Linked DNA regions of Sus scrofa: regions 1 and 3 are each linked to region 2. A link is a contact called in public Hi-C data. All regions are on one chromosome and are shown on one strand. Each heading gives the region's core, a stretch centred on a gene start, on an enhancer-like site or on the middle of the called end of the contact. The rest is flanking DNA. Distances are from core to core; before and after follow the strand shown.

Evidence for each region. A called contact is a pair of places that touch in the nucleus more often than the background predicts.
Region 1: a contact with region 2 is called in a Hi-C map of omental adipose tissue, with 1.9 times the contacts expected there. The contact joins the enhancer-like site here to the promoter of FMOD in region 2. A contact is called at or near these places in 25 of 47 Hi-C or Micro-C datasets (adipose tissue, alveolar macrophages, blood and 17 more) and 2 of 2 datasets of contacts at active chromatin or transcription factors (alveolar macrophages and skeletal muscle).
Region 3: a contact with region 2 is called in a Hi-C map of embryonic fibroblasts, with 2.2 times the contacts expected there. The contact joins the promoter of ATP2B4 here to the promoter of FMOD in region 2. A contact is called at or near these places in 5 of 47 Hi-C or Micro-C datasets (embryonic fibroblasts, fetal skeletal muscle, heart right ventricle and 1 more) and 2 of 2 datasets of contacts at active chromatin or transcription factors (alveolar macrophages and skeletal muscle).

What each region holds. Positions count from the first base shown.
Region 1 is chr9:64,405,281-64,408,604 of Sscrofa11.1, reverse strand. ATP2B4 (plasma membrane calcium-transporting ATPase 4) reads right to left here. Exons shown (of 21, transcript XM_021063194.1): 7 at 2,569-2,604; 8 at 880-1,041. Among named protein-coding and RNA genes, the nearest start is that of LAX1, 54 kb to the left of the region's middle. Within about 2 kb of position 1,319, at least 12 of the 83 cell types and tissues checked have an H3K27ac peak or open chromatin away from gene starts, as enhancers often do. A contact at or near this core is called in adipose tissue, alveolar macrophages, liver and 1 more, where this site is marked.
Region 2 is chr9:64,071,993-64,075,307 of Sscrofa11.1, reverse strand. FMOD (fibromodulin) reads left to right here and starts at 1,455. Exons shown (of 3, transcript XM_003130105.4): 1 at 1,455-1,820.
Region 3 is chr9:64,334,519-64,338,029 of Sscrofa11.1, reverse strand. ATP2B4 (plasma membrane calcium-transporting ATPase 4) reads right to left here and starts at 1,676. Exons shown (of 21, transcript XM_021063194.1): 1 at 1,144-1,676.

The DNA of each region.
Region 1 (3,324 bases), core at 70-2,569, 330 kb before region 2:
TTCCATATGTCACAAGTGCAGCCCTAAAAAGGAGGGAAAAAAAAAGGAAAGAAGGGAGAGAGAGGAGGAGAGTGCAGAAGAGAGCGATGGAGAAGCCACTGCCTGTGACAATACATAGGGGTGCCTGTGTGACCTCTGCTCTGAAAAGAGCTTCTTTAACAACTGCCTTCCTTTTCCCACTAGTCCTTATTTTGAACTGACTGCTCTGGGCCTGGCCAGATGCTACTACTTACTTTGCTAGGGAATTGCCCTCAGCCAACAGCAGCCTTCTCTAACCTTCAGGAATTTACGAGGCAAGACAGGAAACAGGTGAGCAGTTATTAAAGACTTCCTTTTTTTTTTTCCCTGTCTTTTTGCCTTTTCTAGGGCTGCTCCTGCGGCATATGGAGGTTCCCAGGCTAGGGGTCTAATAGGAGCTGCAGCCACCAGCCACAGCCACAGCCACAGCAACATGGGATCCAAGCCACGTCTGCAACCTACACCACAGCTCACGGCAACACCAGATCCTTAACCCACTGAGCAAGGCCAGGGATGGAACCCGCAACCTCCTAGTTGGATTTGTTAACCACTGAGCCACGACGGGAACTCCAAAGACTTCCTTCTTGCCGATATAAATCTCCCCTGTGGACTATCAGTTCTTTACTTCCCATTTGTTTGGGCCTTTAACCCTCACACATAGGAAAATATCTCTTTCTTCAAACGCCAAGGGAACGGCCACATGGTCACAGGGAGGGACTTAGCTACCCAGATTGCACTAGCCACTGGCAATTTTCAGCTTCTTTCTCCTAGACCTGGTTGGTGTAGAAAGAAGACAATCAAAGCAGCAAGGATCCGAAATAGCACCGATGAACAGCATCGAGAGGGCTCCACCCTACTTACCAGCTTTCCCAATCTGAACAGCCAAGCGCGTCAGCTTGCCTTGCAGCACCGACTTCTCCTTTTTGGGCAGCTTGGCAGCCTTTTTCTCCTTTTCCTCATTGTCGATTCCCTCCTGGCTGTTGAGTGGCTGAATTTCCAAGGCCACTCCATCCTGAGTCTTTGCTAGGGTGTACACACAAACAGAACAGGTGAGTAGGCCAGGTAGTAGCACTGCGTAGCAGGTAGGTGGAAACTAACAAACCCTCCGTCTTATTCCTGGAATATACCTTGGAGCCTTGACTTCAGGTCTGACCACCCTCACTCCATGCCAGACAGGGAACTTGCCTTTCGACCATCTATAAGGGCCTTGGGAATGATATCTGAACAACTAGAGGTGAAATGGATACTTTTGGGGCATGGATTTCCTCTTCAGTGGCAGCTTCTTGGCACTACGTCAGAGCCCCAGGCCAGGTTCGTTGTTCCAGCAAGAGGATTAGTCATGCCACTAAGTGCTGTTACCAACAACCATCCTTCCTGGAATTCAGTGCTTAAAATAATGAGTCTTTACTTCAGAAAGGGGCTGAAGGGGGACGCTGTAGATGTTTCCAGAGCATCGGGGTCCTAGTCAGCTCTTTAAAAGGTGCATCTCTCTCTCTCTAGACTGTCATGGAAGAAACACAGAACACAGGCTATCTCCCAGCTCCCCCTTGTGTTAACTGAACGACAGGGGAAGGAAATCTCCCCTGTCTGACGAAGGCAGGGGGATACAGAGTGGGACCTGGGGGAAAGGGAAGAAGCTGGTGTGAGGGACTCCCTGGAATAAGAGAAAGCAGGAATAAAGACAGACATAAATCCATTTTGCTTTAAAAAGAAGAGTTCAAGGAATCTAAAATTAAAGAATTATTTCTGTGGAGCCCTGGGTTCGCCGAAGTGATGACTTTATTCTGAAGACTACCATGACGTGGGTTACAAAAGGAAAAAAATCTCTAGGCGCTGTCTCAAGAGAGTGGTTCTTGTTGGTTTCCAACAGCCCTCCAACTTCACCCCTGCAGAGCTTGACCCCTTTGGTTAGATGCCCTTCCTGAGATATTATTGTCTCTGTTGTCACACTCACAAACAAGACAGAGACAGGATGTAAACACGGCCACCAAAAAAGAAACACACATCAGATTAGGAGGAAGAAAACAGACTGTGGAGAGAACAAGGAAAGAGGTGGGGAAAGAGGTTACGTAGAAAGGGCTCTGTCCACCCTGGAGAAGACGAGCAGAGAAGGAATCCAGACCGGAAGAGGACACCGATGAGGAAGCTGGCAAGAGGAGGGTGCAGGGACTGCCCATCCCAACTCCCTCCACCATATGCACCCTGAAGCCTTCCAACCCAGAAATTGATGCCTTGTGGTGTTTAAATCCGGTATGGGGCAATGAGGCAAAGAGCTCAGTACCCTGGGAAGAGCAGATTTGCTCCCCCAAGAGAAACTTTGACATGAGGTTCCTTGAGCCAACAGCAGAGGGTGCTGTTGTCCCAGCTTCGATTGGGTTTGGGAGCTTGCGACCATCCCCAAATCTCTGCACCTTCCTCGGGATAAGGGATCCCGGCCACAGCAGCAGATAACAGATTTATGGAGAGGAAAAGGGAGAAGGCAGATGGCCTGGAAAGGTCTGGTTTGAGTGTGGCAGGTAGAAATGGTAAATGAGTGGGTGGAGAGGTTACCTTTGTTGCGATTTTCAGGGGCTCCTTGTTTTTTACCTGTTTGAACAAGAAAGAAAAAAGTGGGGTGGAGACCCAAAGTGACTATTAAGAGATCAGACAGTCAGATCTCTTAATCTGACTGGTCCTGCTCAGAGCCCAAACGGGCGACAGCAAAGGGGCTGAGTTGCAGGGCAGGGACTGCAGTGGAAGCTGGCATCTCCGTTTACATCTATAAGGGGCTCCTCCTCGAGATCTGGACCAGACCACTCATCCACAAGCACGCACACCCACTTCCGAGCTGCCTTCTCCTGGAGCACGGCTGGCCTGAGTCATATCACTTTTCTCCTGGCCTGCGTCACATCACTTGGAGAACGGCAGTGGGGGTTAGGAAGTGAGAGGTTTGGACTTTTTCTGGCTGATGGCAAAGGCCCTGAAAGGTGCCTCCATGTCATTTCGCCAGCACCAGGCAAGCCTCCTCCCGACTCCCTTGCAAGCAGCTGCAGAAATAGTCTAGTTCCTGAGCAGATGTGTTTCGTTTCCTTTTCCTTAACTGTCCTCCACTCAACTGCCCAAGATGGACCACGAGCCAAGGGAAGAGGAATGCTTAGGGAAAGGGGTAGATTTGCTTTAGCATCTTTTTTGCCTTCTGTTTTTCTTTCAGGAACAAGTGAACGGTAAAGACAAAGCTAACTCCTGGATGGACATTCCCTCTCTATTCCCACTCTCCTGGCCACGTCTCCCTTCCACCAACAGCCTGTAGTTTCAGCAGTTTCTTCT
Region 2 (3,315 bases), core at 206-2,705:
AGACTGCCAATTTTGAAAGATGAATAAGTTCTGGAGACTGGTTGTACAATATTTAACACTTCTGTTAAGTGCAGTACTTAACACTTCTGAACTGTACACTTAAAATTATGATAGTAAATTTTATGTGATGTGTAATTTACCATAATTTAAAAAAAATTAAAGGGATGATTCTTGGATGTTGGCATGAGACAATTTGTTGAAGAAAGAGCATTTAGGGTACATGGGTACATCTAAGCTACTGAGATGCTAGATAACCCAAATTCTTCTAGCCCCTGAACTTCAAATTCAGACTCATATATCTGACTGCCTGCATGTATCCCCATGCAAAGGCCTAACAGGCATCTCTAACTTAGACCCTGTCCCTCCCATCTTTCTAACGTCAGGAAACAGCGTTAGCACCCACTAAGTTACTCAACCTCAAAATCAAAGGCTCATCCTTGACTGTCCCTAACTCCCTATCTGGTCCATCTTTAAGACTTGTCAGCTCTTTGTCTAAAAATATATTATCCTGGATTTCCTGCTGTGGCGCAATAGGATCAGTAGTGTCTTGCGAGTGCTGGGACTCAGGTTTGATCCCTGCGCCTCACAGTGGGTCAAGGGTCTGGCGTAGCAGCAGCTGCAGCTTAAGCTTAGGTCACAACTACAGCTCAGATCTGATCCCTGGCTCGGGAACTCTGTATGTCAAGGGATGGCCAACAAATAAAATAATAAAAATACACTATTCCCTTTTCACTGCTGATCTGCCATTAGCTCTCAAGGAAGCTGGGCAAGAGGCTCCTGCTTCCAGTTTCCTCCTTTTCTCCACACAGCAGACTCTCCCATGTGCTTTTAAAAATGTGAATCTGATCCCTTCACTTCTTCTGCTTAGAACAAGTTATTTTTTAAACATTCCAAATAAAATTTAATCCATTCCGTGGCAAAAAGTCTAGCCCCCGCCTGCTCCTCCGACCTTATCCTCCCCTTACTCAGGGTCTCTATGTCTGTAAAATGGGTACAATGCTCTACTACAGAGTGAGCATCAACCATATTCTAGGCCAACTATATTCGTAGCTTACAGAGTCCTTGCTACAACAAGGTACTTGTTATTAGCCCAAAGATCATTGCAAGGATTAGATGAAAGTGTATGATGCTAGCAAATGATCAACAAATATAAGAGTCCCTTTCTTTCCCTTTATCCAGGAGGGAGAGAGAAACTCTAAAGTCCAGATGAGTCTACACCGGTCACAGATGGAGCTGGAGCCAGAGCCAGCTGTCTTTGTGCCCTGCTCCCTTGTTCATAAGCCTAACCCCCTGTCCGCAGAGAGTGTCTGAGCCCAGAAGGATGAGCACTCGCTCTCCAGGGGGACAAGTGGGTTGCCTAAAGAGTTAAAATGCCTCTTCCCCAATCCCAGCCCTCCCCTTCCCTGCATCTGCCTTTGTGGGTTTAATGAGAAACCCAGGCACTTTGTGAGAGACTGTACAAATAACTTCTAGGGCGCCACTAACTCGTTCAACAGAAAGAGACCCAGAGCTGCCAATGCTTTAGGGAAGATAAGTGAGTGGAAAGAAGGTGGTTTTTACAGCGTCAGGCCGTCAGAAGTCAGAAGGATTTTGCGCGGTTGAGTGTGAGCTCCGCCCCTGCAGCAGAGCTGAAGAAGCCAGGATCCGGGCTCCTCAACCCCTCTCTTCACAATATTTGATTAGGAATTTGGGGGCGGGCCCTGGTCTGGCACAGACCCGCACACTCTCAGTAGACGCTCACTCCTCTCCCTCTCACACGCTCTCCAACCAAGGAGGCCAGACAGAGGGACCTGATCACTCTCTGAAAGGTTCAACTCGAGGTAAGTCAGTCATTTTACTTCAGTTTTTGTCCCTGGTAGTTCCCTAAAGGAAAGGGGCTGGGGAACAGGAAAGGGCCAGGAGGGAGGAGTCATTCCTCTTGGCCCTCTGGGCTGAGTCCCAGGATGCTGGAGGGGGGAAGGGGAGTAGAAGTAAGGGGTTCCAGCATGCTACTTTTGTTCTCCAGCTCCTCTCTGGTTGTTGGGGGGCCTCCAATTTCAGGCATGAAAAAGTGAAGGGCCAGGTACCTAGGGGAACCTTCTCTGTCTACTACTTGTAAATTCCAGTGTCCCAGCCTTGTGTCTCTCCTTGTGTTCTCCCTTACAGAGAGGTTGTGGTGCCTGAATGCTGTTATGAGAGCAGAGGGGGAGTTTTGTGTAGTGTCTCTGTGTGTGTGTGTGTGTGTGTGTGTGTGTGTGTGTGTGTGTGTGTGTTGCTGGGGTGAAAGGGGAAAAATAAAGAGAAGTGTTGAGAACTGACCATGGCCAAGAAGCTGCGAAATAGGAATCCAGTTCAGGTTAGGGGATAGCTTCTGGTTTGATGTCTTTGACTCTGACAGGAGGGAGAGATGGTTCTCTAGAATGGAGAAATGGAAGAACAGTAGCCCCTGAGTAAGCTCCCTCCAACTTGCCAGTCCTAGGAACTTTCCATCTCACAAAACTCTGAGCACAGGAGGGTCTCTAGCGTTGGGGATGGGGGTGGATTCAAGAGTATACAACCCTGGAGCAACACTGCTAAGAGATAAGGGTGGGGTAAAGAGAGGCATAAGGTCCCCACCAAACCCTTTTAGTAGTCATGACTCCAAAAGAGAAGCCAAAGTGGGCAGGACGCATAGTCCTGGAAGATCGAGTCTTGAAGAGGAAGGTGGCTTTTGTCTGCCAAGGTGCCTCGTCTGGAAGGGGAAATGGAGACAGAGGCTCACTGTGCCAGCCTCCAGACAGCCACCTTGGTCCTGCAGCAGCCCAGGGCTGTGCATGGAAAAATGCACTGCTGGCAGTGGGCCACTCCATCCGTCCTCTCCTGGCCAGTGCCAGGGCCCAGCCAGCGTGCCCAGGCAGTGGGCGGTTGGGTCAGCTCCTCAGAAACACTGTGGGCTCTTTGTCTGAGGCTGCCTGAGGATGAGCCAGGGGCCTCGCCTCTGTAGCCCAGAGGCCAGTGGAAAGAAGTAGGTCTAAGGGAACCACTTTTAGGGGACAGAGTGAGCTGAGAGAGCCAGTGGCTGGAAGGTGACTAGATTGACTGTCACTTTCATCAGTGACATGGTCCTTCTCATCAGTGCATTGGATCTGATTAGGCTTTTAGACTCCTTTTCTTTTTCCTGTCCAGAGTTGCCAATTCCAGCAAGGCCCAACAGTGTTGTGAATGATATATGTGACAATTCTTGGGCCAAGAAAGGTTCTAATGTCTCTCTCCTCAAGGATAATGCTCACCCTTCTGGAAGCCCATGGCTCAAAGGGACTTTGCTTTGCTTTGGCTATAGGTACTCGGAGTAAGACA
Region 3 (3,511 bases), core at 427-2,926, 260 kb before region 2:
TCCCGGGATGTGGCCAGACACTCCTGGGTCCTCCACAGCCAGCAAGAGAAAAGCGGTGGGTCCTTCAGTGAGATGGAGGAGTGTGTGAGGCTGGACTTGCCTGGGGAGGATGCCAGCCGGCCTCCTCCACCACGAGAGCGAGCCAAGTATTTGAGTGAGTGTGTTTGTGAACGACAAGCAGGAGGGACAATCCCAGTCTTAATTTCTAGCTCTTTAGCAAGTGGCCCAGGCTGCTCGGGGACCCTCCCAAGGATGCCTGTGGCAACCCCCAACCGCCAAACACTCACCAGCCCCACGGTCACCAGCCTTGAAACTGCAAACTTTCAAACTTCACCCCTTCTGCTTTCTCCCCTTTTGACCAGCGATGTACGGGGCGGTGCCCTCAGAGACACTCATACAGTTGGTTCTTGACGCTCCACACACACTCAAACAACAGCAGTACAAGGGAACTCCCAGCTTTTTCCACTGCTAATTATAGACGTGAAAGTCTGAGGATGTTTTGCGAGCGGTAGAGAGAAACTGCTGAGGTTTCCCTACAAAGCCAAAGAAATTTAATTTGTGCACTGCCCTTCCCCACTTGCAACTTCTAGCGCCTACCTCCACCCATCCCCCAGTGAGCCCCTCTCCCAGTCCCCGATGCAGCCCCTCCTTCCTGTTGAGCATTTTGTACTCAGTTCTTTTTTTTTTTTTTTTTTTTCCCATCTCTCTTTGGGGCTTTCAAGAAAGGGAACAGACGCGGAAAATATTTTTGCAACAGTTTTCCATTCTGCGTCTCATTCCCAAGCCAAGGGGGAGGGGAGGGCAGGAACGAATGGGGGAAAATAAATGCTTTTTCCAAAAGCTCCATTTGGGTATGAAAAATACAGTCTCTCCACTTCCCTAGCCCCACAGCCCAGGAATGACAAAAACTCGAAGGAAAAAAAGAGAAATCACTTGTTTGATTATACGTTTCTCAGAACTGAGTCTAGGAAGGAAATATAGTATTTGACAAATCTGTGCGCGAGCACAGACACACACACCCCTAAACCCAGCTGCAAGAAATATGCTAGGAAGAGGAAATTCAGAGAATTTTATCAGCCACTGAAAGGAAAGAAAGAAACTAAGTTTGCAAATCAAGATTCAATTCATTCTCTGCAAACCTACCTTTCTTTCTAGCAGAGATCCAGGCTTCTCCACGCGGGACTCTTTCTCCGGGTTTCCATGGACAGAGGTAGGGGGGGGTGACGACCCACCGGTGTCCCCCGTGTGGCAACCACGCCGGAGATGCTGGCTGGTCTCTCCTGCCTTTCCAGCTACGACCGGGGAGTGGGCTGGGTCTCCTCCCCTAGCCCTCCCAAAGGAAAGGACCTCTCAGGTTCCTGGAAGAAAAGGGTGCTGGGAGCTGGGCGGGTGTCTCTGGGCTTGCCCTCCTCGGGGAGACCGTTCCCCAGGAAGTTCGTGCCCCCCCTTCAACCCCCCGCTTCAGACGGTCTCAACAGCAGAGCTTTCTTAAGAAAATGCTTGTCATGGCAACAGCTCCAGCCAACTCGGGCCAGACTCCTGCTCACCAGCCGGGCCTGGGCGGGAGGAGAAAGGGGAGGAGCGAGGGCTGGAAGAGGGCGGGACTTGGCGAGAGGCCAGACCATTACTCTACTGTTAAGGTGGCCCGATGGCGAGCTGCGGCTTCTTCCTGATTTGTCTTAAGGGGGACTGGGGGAGAAGGGGAGGAATCCTCTTTTCTGTGGGGTTTCCCCCCCGCCCTTGCTCTCCCTCGTTAAAAGGAAGGCAGGGTGGGGGTGGAGGTGGGAGTGGATGTGGGTGGCGGTATTCAACCGTTGCTGGGTGGAGGGAAAAAAAGGAAGCTTTTGCAGGCGGTTGGTTTCCTGCAGCTCCGCTCAAACTCTTAACTCACTTAGAACCAGGACCCGGGAACCCAAGGTGGCTGTGAAAACTTGTACAATTCCCTGCCACCCACCTGCCGCTGGTCTGAAGGAGGGGCTCCCTGGAGGAGGAAAAGGAATTGCTCAGACATACACACCAGTACATAGCTTTGCTTATAGACACACCTTAGTAGACACTCCTCACCCAGATTTCACACACACAGTCCCGGGTCACACTTGGCTCCCGCTTGCCTCTGTACCCATCAGAGGTACATCCACAGTGCATAATAGCTGCCTGTTTTTCAGTCCTACTACGTGTGGGCTATGGCACCAAAAGCTTTGCATATATGGTTTCGTTTCTAATGCTCATGGCGATCTTGAAAGGTACTTATTATCTTCATTTCAGAGTTCAGGAAATTGAGAATCAGTGACTCGCCCAAGCTTCCACATCTGTTTAATAATAACAGAGCAAGGATGCAAGCCCAAGTCAGACTGACTCCAAAGCCAGTCTGTGTACTTTCCTGCACTTGTATCATGCTACAGTACACATTTCCATTTTAATTTGCACACACTCAGACATCCAGGTACACTTATACACAGACTGTAAACTGTTAAATCACACCCCAGCAGCCACACACCCACCAGCATTGTGCAACAGTGCCACCCATAGATTTCGCCTAAAACCTTCTGGCTTTCAAGTGCAAACATGCATCCCCGACTGGTTCACACTGCATATCTTCATTGACTGATAAATTCCCACGCCGTAGACCTCAGCACACACACAAACACTCACTTGCTAATGAAGGCAGGGTGACACACCTCACAGATTAGAGTGGTAAACTAGGATGTGGAGAAGCTGAGTATTATCATCCTGGGCTCTTAGCTTTCTTAATCATTGGAAATTGATAAGAGGCCAGACAGGAAAACTCAGGTTAGGCTTTACTGGGGCCCCTGCAGCAGTTTCCAACGGTTTCCCTTGCTGGCTCGCTGGGGTGGGGATGGGATACGAGCTGGCTCCTTATTTGGGGTGAGTGTAGGGGCGGCTCCAGAGGTTGGGCCAGAGGAGTGGCTTAGGTGGTCTGCTCTTTGGTGACTGTGTGCAGGGGGCAGGCCTATTACCCTGCTTTTACTCTCTGCTCTTCAGAAGTGGTAGTTGCGTTTTTAGTTTTTTTGTATCTTCTTGCCCATAATCTGTCCCAACTGCGCATGTATGAAGCTATTTTTAAACACTTACAGTTTCTTTGTATTTTGTTGCTCTGGGAGATGTTTGTCCAGGTGCAAGCACTGCAGCCACCGCAGCAAAGGGTCCCAGGTCCCAGGTCCCTGCCTGTCTCAATGGCCACAGCTTCAGGGTTTGGGAGGAGATCTCTTTGATCCTCCTTTCCTAACCCAACACCTCCCACCACACCTGTCCTCCTCTGCCATCCATCCTCCCTACCCCAGGATGAAGAACCATCTTATGAGTCTATCTTAATATTTTTGGATAGCTCATCCATATCCTATTTCTGAGCTAGGGAAAGTTAAACAGACAAAAGTAAAGAAACCCAAGAGTAGTTGGGCTGGGCTCAGAACTCAGAGTTTCCTAATGTGGTGCTAGAGACTGCCTACTGCCATCTATCTTGGGAGCTGAATCCAAAATAAGCCCCTGTCTG